Linked DNA regions of Sus scrofa: region 2 is linked to region 1. The links are chromatin contacts, called in public Hi-C maps. All regions are on one chromosome and are shown on one strand. Each heading gives the region's core, a stretch centred on a gene start, on an enhancer-like site or on the middle of the called end of the contact. The rest is flanking DNA. Distances are from core to core; before and after follow the strand shown.

What was found. A called contact is a pair of places that touch in the nucleus more often than the background predicts.
Region 2: a contact with region 1 is called in a Hi-C map of fetal heart ventricle, with 2.3 times the contacts expected there. The contact joins two enhancer-like sites. A contact is called at or near these places in 2 of 47 Hi-C or Micro-C datasets (fetal heart ventricle and heart right ventricle).

What each region holds. Positions count from the first base shown.
Region 1 is chr8:36,895,684-36,900,892 of Sscrofa11.1, forward strand. The region is part of intron 8 of GABRA4 (gamma-aminobutyric acid receptor subunit alpha-4); the gene reads right to left. Among named protein-coding and RNA genes, the nearest start is that of GABRA4, 45 kb to the right of the region's middle. Within about 2 kb of position 1,423, at least 4 of the 83 cell types and tissues checked have an H3K27ac peak or open chromatin away from gene starts, as enhancers often do.
Region 2 is chr8:37,203,687-37,208,986 of Sscrofa11.1, forward strand. All of the region lies in intron 4 of GABRB1 (gamma-aminobutyric acid receptor subunit beta-1), which reads left to right. Among named protein-coding and RNA genes, the nearest start is that of COMMD8, 170 kb to the right of the region's middle. Within about 2 kb of position 2,360, at least 3 of the 83 cell types and tissues checked have an H3K27ac peak or open chromatin away from gene starts, as enhancers often do.

The sequences.
Region 1 (5,209 bases), core at 173-2,672:
CTAGGGGTCGAATCGGAGCTGTAGCCACCAGCCTACACCAGAGCCACAGCAACGCGGGATCCGAGCCGCGTCTGCAACCTACACCACAGCTCACGGCAACGCTGGATCGTTAACCCACTGAGCAAGGGCAGGGACCGAACCCGCAACCTCATGGTTCCTAGTCGGATTCGTTAACCACTGCACCACGACAGGAACTCCCTCCAAGGTCATTCTTAATAGGTCTCGAGATGTGGATGAACATCTTAGCCTCACTTTCTGCCATGATGGGGCTGGAAATGGATATAGAATAAGCAGAGTAAGGCAATGCTTTGGAAACACCAAACAGATTCATAAAAGGCAAGATCATCCTTGGAAAGAACTGACTACTTGAACGGTGGTCTCTCAGTGAATCTCAAGACCTTGTCTCCAGCATGACTGTGCCAGAATTCTCAGGAGCCCATTGGTGATCCTGGCAACACTACTGCCATGCTTTAATGCTTTTGATCATTCTCCTGCTATGATCACTCAGTTCCACTGCAAAGGTGTAGGCTGCCTTTGTAGCATTCTATAATGTTGGATACTTCTTTGACTTTCATCCAAGTGGAAACTTTTAGACTCTAGCTACATTGCAATCGGAATGTCCTTCATTTAAGACATTCGATTTCATCAAATTACCTCTCGAAAGACGTTATATTGAGTGTGAGTCACTATCATAAATATTTTGGAGCCATTCACTTGGAAACTGGTGATGAAAACAAGGTGACTATACCGAGGGAATTTCACTGAAATCACTGACCAAAGAAAAGCCATGATGAGAACTATTCTATGCCATCTAGTATTGCGTAGCTGTATGCTTCACTTTTGACATCTCTTAGCTCCTCTATAATAGGCTTTCCAGGTTGGAGCTAAATGAATGCTTTTTAACTTATTGATTTACTTCAAATAAAGAAACACCACAATATCCCCTGGATATAACAGGATGATGGTAAAATGTAAAGCAAGCAATCTACACAGCCTCAATACTTAGCACAATGCCTGGCACAAATTAGACAACAAGTATTTGTTGAATGAATAAATGAATGCGTGTATGCTGAGACCCTCATGTTTATGAAAGACCTACTACACACCACGGCATTGAAAGCTCTACACAAAGTCTGGATCACCATGTGAACCCAAAGAATGAATAAAAAGCTCAGCAGGGCCAAAGAAAATTTGGATCTCATCCATATTCGAAAGCATGGTGGAATTAATAAATGAAAATTTAATGCCATTTCGAGTTCTAGCGATGCTGTGGAAGCCTGCTGGTCCCTGGGTTTTAAAATACTTTCCCAGCGTACAAAAATCAGAACTCTTTTTCTCATGTTGTTCCTTCTTTTGTTTCCATAGGAAACAGTGACTTCCAGGCATCCGAGATGACACAACACAGATTGCCAAATTGCATGCCACCCTGCAGTTGCCAAGGAGATAATGTATGTCATTCCTACAAATAACATGTTGCTCATGCCTTCATTTCCTTTATCTAGCTTTTGAAGATTATTCTTCGCCTAAACTGAATTCAGATAACGTTCACTGTGGACTGATGGAAACACGCCTTTTTTAAAAAATGTGTTTACCCTACTCCCCCAAGGCACTCAATTGCACCACACACACTGTCTGTGGAGGGTCTGGGCGTATTTCGTGCCCATTTTGGAACCAGTGATTCAGCAGTTTTCACCGGAAAATAAAGCATCCTGAATTCTGTCTGCTTGCGTTTTTAAGTAAGGGTCCAATTAAATCCACACCTGGCACTAATATATTCCAGTTTATTCCAGTTTAAAATGGCCTACCGCAAAAGCAGCTGTACTGTGTTGAATTTACATGGGAGGAAAGAAAGGGAAGGAGAAAGCATGCAAGAAAGGCAAGATGGAAGGAGTGAAGGAAGGAAAGAAAGAAGGGAGGAGGGGAGGATGGGAGGCAGGGACAAAATGGAGAAACTTATATTTATTGAGCACCTGCAGTATTCCAGATTAAACATCTGTAAGATGAACAAAGAGAATTAGAGAAATTTGAAATCTTGGCTGACATCATTCCACTAGTGGTGGGTAGAGTCAATATTTTAACTTGAGCATGTCAGACTTAAAAGCACGTATGTTCCAGCTACCTAGTGCTGCATAATAAATCACCCCAAAGGATCATGGCTTTAAGCAACAGCAATCAGGTTAACACCTTCCTTTATGGGTTTGGAGGTTAGCTGGACTCAGCTAGGCAGATCTCATTCATTCAGCATCCCTCACATGGTTTCAGTCAAAGCAGCTGGTACTGGAGGCATCTCACTCACATACCTGCCACTGATGCTGGGACTGTCAGCCAGCATACCCTCCTGTGGTCTCTCTATGCACCGTGGGCTTCCTTACAGTATGGTGGCTGAGTCCAAGAAAGCAATTTTAAGAGATGCAGCCTCACAGTCATAAAGCAACACTTCTCCTGTGGTCACAGGTCCACCCAGGTTCAAGCGTGAAGGAACATTTGTCCACCACACATTGTGAGAAATGCACGTGGGATGGATGGCCAGTGGCAAGAGTTCTTATTGCAGCCATCTTCAAAAATGTTTTCTGGCACAACACAATTTTTGCCATATTCATTGATGCCTCAAAAACCCTGGGAGCCAGGCTTCACAGGCTCTTTTTGGTCTGCTTGGCGGAATAATTAGAAGGGAACAGTTACAATGATCAGTCAAAAAGAGCAATGGAGCAACTTTTACTGTCAGCTTGATGAATTGTGAAAAAAATTGAACACTGAAATTAAGCTTTGGAATGAGTTTCTGATTAATTTTTTGTCCTTAACAGAAAGTCCCTTTTTACTCATGCATTGCCAATTTTCAAAACATTCAGATATCATAAACACTAACTTTCCACTAAAACTGTATTGTGGCATAATCATACATGTTAGCACTAACTATACAGTATTATCAAAAACTGCTTTTACCTATGTAGGGTTTTGGTTCTTTTGGTCCTTGGGCAAATGGGAGTTTCCTACATGAATCAAATGAATTGTTGTTACCAGGGGTAACAAAGTCCACTTGGACATACGTTCTTGCCATCTTAATCTATCATCAATAGATCAGGTGACTTCTGGCTAATGTCTTTACCTTCTTAGTACTTGTTAAACTGGTCTAGTAGTGAACCTAGCCAGGCTTGGGCCACGAACACACATCCAACAGATCTGAAACAGCCATCTGACCTCAAATCAATATCCAATGTGTCCTTTAACCACTAAAGTAATCACACATGTTTATCCTTTGAAAATATACCCAACTATTATCATAAACAAAGAGAACCTCAGAAAGAAAATAGGATATTGATGATGCAATACAAAGAAAGAACACCACAAAGACAATAAAGGAGTAAAGACAATCATCAGACTCCGCAAGTATTCAAGCTGGGGAAGCATTTTATGGTGAGCTTGTGAAGAAACAACAGCAATTGCAGTCATCTCATTGCTTGCCTTGCTGAGATGTATGATGGTGCTCACTCTACTGTGCTGGCAGATTGGCCTGGAATAAACATATATCTAATGTCATTCTTGCTGAGATGAACAGCTCTACAACGAATCAGGTTATACTACTCAGTGCAAAATCAAGTCTATCAGGCAGAATCCCAGAATCCCAAACACAGAAGTGTTCTCTCCAGAACGTGACACTGTTATTTCTACCTCTCTCTTCCCAGAACAAGCCCAACATCTACTTTCATTCAAGCCAACACATAGGATGAAACTAGGATTTCCTCAAATTAGTGCTTCACAGAAAAAAAAAAAAAAAAACCCTCAAAAATTGAAATGCTCAGGTAATGCACAAAGCAGTGCCCAGCAAGTGACATGGAAGAAAGGATATTCAATACTTCTTTCTATTTCTGATTTCACCCTACATATTTCAGCTCCAAATTTTACATCTTTCTGTAAAGTTTTTTTTCAAAAGAGGAAGAACGTCTGATAAAATTCCTGATAAAGTAACAGTATCTAACTTTTTTATATTATAGAACAATTAGCCTTCACCTTACACAAACTATGAAGATTTGAGATCCTTTTTACTTCTCTGTTTTCTTCATTGTTATGTGTCTTAGAACTTGGACGCTTTATAACACTGTGATTTCTAATACTGTGAGTGGCTAGTTCCACTTAATGGCTACAGAATGCCTGGATAGTAACCAGGAAGTTAACTGTAACCAGTAATTAACTCCAATTGTTTCATGAAACTCTGAAATCCCCTATGAATTGTCATTTTAACCTTTAACTCCATTTTAATGTGTCTATTACAGTCATGTATTTCTAAAGTGCTATTTCTAGTCACATATTTCTAGACTTCTAGGAGACATTTTACTGAAATACATAAGCAAATTTTCAGTGCTAGAGGAAGACTGATTTTTTACATTTTCTCCATCATTAAGGTAACTATCCACTCTCTTGGTCAAGCTGTGATACTTTTGTCCAGAACAAATACTTACTGGTAGGTCACAAAGAAATAGGCATATACTGGGGTAGTTTCAGGCAGTGGCAAAGTCAACCTATACTTGATATATTAATTGAAAAAAATAATAAAAATTTCCAACTGAAGATCACATAGAAAAAAAAACCTGCATATTTCCTGAAAAAAATGATTTTTAAATCTTCCCAAAGTCTATACAACTGGATGTTTCAATACACTTCTTTTAAAGTATATGTAGTAATGAATTTGATAAAATAAATTTGGCAATGGTACAAACCCTTTGCAAAAGTGTCAAAATGAATGGTTTATGGAATTTTGAGAGACGAATGCAATTCAATAAAGAAAGACTGGGGGAAAATAAGAGAAAAGAACTTGAATGTTGAAAGCTACTAAAGGAGAGAGTCTTTTTTTTTTTTAATTAAAAAACCAACAGGATTCTCCCTCTAAAATCTCCTTCTATTTTTATGAATTGCTCAGGGATACTAATATGACTTTCTGTCAGCAGATCAAGTCTCCATTGACCACAATCTATTTCAGTCCTGAAATGCATTCTTGTTCTGTGGATAATAGGTAACCTCCTTGCTGCCATTTTTAGATCAGCCCGTTGGCAAACATTAAGCAGAAAGCATGTTCACATTTTCAGGATCAGCTCAGGCTGTAGCAAAGTGGGTTTCTTGCTTGCAGAAGCAGCAAGAGTGAGCTCAGCACAGGGAAAGTGCCTGTTGAAGCTCCTCATCTGTACAAGCCTCAGTGGCTTCAAGTCAGAATCAA
Region 2 (5,300 bases), core at 1,110-3,609, 310 kb after region 1:
ATGGCAGCACATCTCAAATCTGTGTGTTTACCAGACCACTTGAGCAACTTGTTAAAACACAGCTTGCTGGCCTCTTCTCCAGAGTTCCTGGTTTAATAGGTTTCAGATAGAGCCCAAGAATTTACCATTCTAACACTTTGTAGTTGATTTTGATGCTGCCAGTTTGGGACAACACTCTGAGAACCCCTGGAATAGGATGATGTATTAGGGGATTGCTGGATGGTTTGTTACTGAAGATGCAATGTAATCAACACATAGCCAGAGATTGGGTCAGAAGAGAAAGAAAAGACACTGATCATCAAACAACTTCGACCTTTACTGAGATGGGTGTCAGTTTATCCTAAGGTCCAGTTTAAAAGTATTGATACTGTAGGAATGGATTGGGGAATGGGAAGCCAGAAGCCTAGCTGGCCAGTTGAGAAGTGGATGTAATAATCCAATGCAGAGATGATGGAGGCTTGAGTTAAGTCAGAGTGAGGATGCAGATGAAATAGAACTTGATAATGTATGAAGTGAAAGGATGGAAGGAGCATAGTTTGAAGATGTTTTTTAAGGACTCACAGTGGACTCGTAATTTATAATTAACTGTATTAACTATTATTTCACATATTTATATCCATAATAAAATAGAACAGGCTTGAAAGAGTACATTCCAGTCAACTACTGACCACTTTGGCAGTAAAAAAAAATTCCCAAAGAATAACAATGCTAGTGTGCATTCAGTGCTTGCTTGCTTTGCTCTAGGAACTGTAGCACATACTCTACTCTTAGTATTTTATTTAGTTCTCCCTACACTCTACAATGTAGGTACTATAGTTAGCCCCACTTTACAGAAGCAGAGAACATGATTCACAGATTAAATCACTCGCTGTTTCAGATAATCTTCCTTTTGCCCTTCCAAATATACTTTTCACTTTTTTCTACCTGCTTTCTGCCTCAGGAAGCTGACCTGTGTGGGCAATCTTCAAGTTGGATGTGGCCAATAGGAGAACCTGGCAAGAAATGAGAAACAGGGAACAGGGAGAGGTCAAGTGTTATCTCCTTCTCCTCTGTTTTCCCACACTGGCTATGTTCCTCAACAAAATGTCACAGATCCTCTGTCTGTAGCCCTGTCTACACAGCTTTATCTTTCCTGGTTCAAGGAACCAACTCTTGCCCTCTTCCTTTCAGGTTTAAAGAGAGTAAGAGCTCCTCTGTTACTAGGTCTAGCATACTAAACAATCCCTCACAGTTTCCTTACAAGCTGCTTACAATTTTAAAATTGGTCCCTTTATGAAATTCTCCTCAAATTATTCTACTTTGAGGGAGTACCTCTTTCCCAATGGAACCCTGAGTGATACAATTGCTCAAAGATCACAACTAAAGGGGAAGGGAGGCAGGAATTAGAAATCCCACCATCTGGCTCTAGGCACCATGCTAATTATATGCTAAAAATGATTTTGAGTTATTTCACATATTTGTATCCATAATAAAATAGACCAGGTTTGAAAGAGGAGGTTCCAATCAACTGTTGACCCCGTTGGCAGTAGTTGCAGAGCTATAGACAGAAGATCTGTGACATTTTGTTGAGGATCATACCCAGTGTGAGACAACATAGGGAAAAGAGATAACACTTGACCTCTTTATGCTCCCTACTTCTCATCTTCTGCCAGGTTCTCCCATCGGCTACATGCACTGGAAGTAGAGGGCTGTGTGGAGGACAAGGGTGAGGGGAGAGAAAGATTGGTAAGGAGTGTCTCCTCTCCTCTATTTGGGAACCGAGGGCAGAGGAGGGCAAGGGACCATCTAGTTAAATAGCTTTCTACAAATCAAGAAAATCTAAGCATCTAAAAAAATAAGACTGGTGAAAATCCATGCTCTGACCTCTTGACTGGTTCATCCTAATTGGGAAAGAAAAGAAGACTCTTTACTCCCTTCCTTGACACCTCTACAAGAGAGCAACAGTCTGTTTAAAAATAGATCAGGTCTAAAGCACTGCTATTACGAAGATAATAAGTGGCAGCGCTTGCTTTCCTCAATCTCACACCTCACTCTGGTGCCTGCCCTTTCTATCAGCAAGACACGCAATTAAAATAGTGTGCTGAACAAAATGAGACAGGATGGAGCCAGCTCCTGTGAGGTTTCTGAAAAGGCTGTTTAAACTAACAACCTGTACATGATGTAGATGACAATTTTTTAATGGGTGAAAGTATAGTTAGAGGATGAAAAGCAGCACTCTAGATATATCTCTTTATTCTCGCATGTCCGTATCCCATTCAGTTAAAAGAACTCATTTTCTTGCCGTGTGTGCTATCATATTCCTGTTGATAGAGTGCCATGTACAGTGATATCATACAGTTATAAGTAATGAAAGTTAATATACATGAAACCATCAGAAAACAGATGGATGTTCAACTTTCCAGAACTGATTAGAATTGTTAATCAGTTCAGAAGCGTGCAGACACAGCCAAGATAACAGTTCTAGGGGCTTGTGATATTTTCTGAACAGCATAATTCTGTCTCGACGTAACCGTAGTTAAGTTTAGGTTATGTGCCTATCATTTTATATTTAAATATATTCGTTCTTTAACCCAGAAATCAAAAGCCATGAGCATGTTGCTCTAAAATGCAAAGTTAGATATTGACAATAAAAGTGGCAATTATGACCACCACGGAGAAAATAATGACTTGAGAAAATGAAAACAAAAGAAATTTACTAGATGTAATAACTTTTCTAGGAAAATCACAAAGTGACAACAAAGATACATATATATATATATCACAAAAGAAGTTTAAAAATTCAGAATTCAAAAGAATGATAGTTTATTAATCAAAATTTGATTTACTAATGAGTCACAATATTTAACATATTTTATGTGCACAAAATAACATGCAACTTTCTATAAATCCACTAGGAATATAGATATATAGATATATATAATAAACAGTTCCATTCTTCTCAGAAAGTGTCTTTTTACATTGGAAATGAGTGATAGGCCAGTGCACCATAATGTCTAGATCTCTTGTCTCTAAGCTCAGAATTATCACTTCAGTAAATTTCTATTCTAACCAATTACACAGAAACAATCAATATCATGTCTTAAAAATACCATATGATATCACTTATATCTGGAATCTAATATATGGCACAAATGAACCTTTCCACAGAAAACCATTGGACTTGGAGAACAGACTTGCAGTTGCCAAGGGGGAGACAGAGGGAGTGGGATAGACTGGGAGTCTGGGGTTAAGAGATGCAAACTATTGCCTTTGGAATGGATAAGCAATGACATCCTGCTGTATAGCACTAGGAACTATATCTAATCACTTATGATGGAGCATGATGGAGGATAATGTGAGAAAAAGAATGTAATATGTGTGTGTGACTGGGTCACTTTGCTGTACAGTGGAAAACTGACAGAACACTGTAAACCAGCTATAATGAAAAAAAAATCACTTTTAAAAAATATATCATGTTTTAGTTCCCATACTCTACTCAACTGCCTGCCTGCTCCCTTAGTTCTAATCAAGTGAATCTATTCTAGGTCATGCTTATATGCAGCTGATTTAAATGAACTGCAGCCTTGAACAGGACTTTCATTGCTGCCATTGATGTGATCAATGCAGTCACCACAGTCACATTGATCATGCAGAAACAGACATCCATCTTTGAGACAGCCACATTCAACATTCCCAGCATGCCTCTGTTTACTGTCAGCCACAGATAAGTCTGAGGCTCACACTGGACAGGAAGTTTCCTAGGCTAGGGAGATGATGCACACTTAGCCCCAAATTCTAAAGTTAACAATTTGGATGATCTACCATGTTAATTATTGTCAGAAACAAGGCAAATAAGGGGGCGGATGCAAAACTTGTAAGAGTAATGAGCAAGCCAAACCTGGTCTCTAGAGTAACAAGTTAGTTTTTTCTGCAATACTTATAAGGTATGTTTGTATATTAGAAATAACAAACGTTTATGTACTCCTTTATGAGCAAGGCACTGTTCTAAATTGGGGGGGTGTCATTTATTACCTTATTCAGTCTGTTCAGCATCCTAATTTTTTATTTATTATTTCATTCATTCTACTCAATATCCTACAAAGTATTTCTTATTAACATCAATATATACTGAGGCTATGGAAGGTTAAATAATGTGCTCAAGGTCACCTAACAAGTGCTGGGGCTGGATTCAAACCCAGGTCCGAAAGGTGTCAGAACAATGTTGGATTTTTGTACTGCAAACCTCCCCAGTCATAGCTGAAGTCACTGCCAATACCCCTTCTGGTGATATATACACCACTCGTGTAGTTCCTTTCTTTAATACTCTCAACCCCAATTCCTACAAAACTATAGAAAGGTTGACATCTATTCCAAATTATAAATAATGTCAAGAAGCTTAAATGATTAACCAGAATCAAATTTTTAAGACAAAATTAAATCTGATATGAAGCATGGATAGAGAGAGTTAATGGAGGCAAGGGAGATCTCCTTGAACTCTTATAACGCCCTTCAGCTGGTTACCTTCTCTGGTATGAGAATAAGTTAAAAGGTCGCCATGAAGGGCAGGTTATTAATATTTTCTTGGAAAGGGCAGAGACCAGTCAATGAACATTTGACTCAGCACTTCACTGGAAGGCCTTCCTAAATATCAAATCATTAAATCGTTTCAAAAATGTGGATTTATTTTTTTGAAATTCTGGTTAAATGTGGAGAAATGAACACATACATCTATTTCTGCCCACTCTTTTACTATTACTGAAATGAAAGAAGAGAAATAAAAGCAGTAAGAATCTTCAATGACAAAATGAACAAACAAAAATATGGACAGAAACAGCTGCAGGAAGGAAGGAAGGAAGGAGAGAATATAGACAAATATCTGGTAGGTAGGAGGTTGATGAAGGAGAGGTTACTGACTTAGTTGAGAAGAGAAAGCTAAGCTCTGTGTCTGTACAAGGAGATAGATGCAAAAGACGAAGTTCTTCCTACAATTTTTGCAACCAGGCAAAGATGAAAAGCAAAAGAGACAGCCCTCGGAACCCCAAATTGACTTGAGAATAGGGCGCAGTATTCCATGAAATGTCAGGTAAAGCTTAGGGCTGAAGAGAAAGACTTCTTTAAAAAAGAGATAAATAATGGGGTCCTACTCTACAGCACAGGGAACTGTGCCTAGTCTCTTAGGTTAGAAGGCAATGGAAGATAATGTGGAAAAAAAAGAAAAGAATGTATGTGTATGTGTGGCTGGGTCACTTTGCTGTACAGCAGAAATTTAAGGAACATTGTAAATTGACTATACTTTAATTAAAAAAAATTTAAAGGTTAGA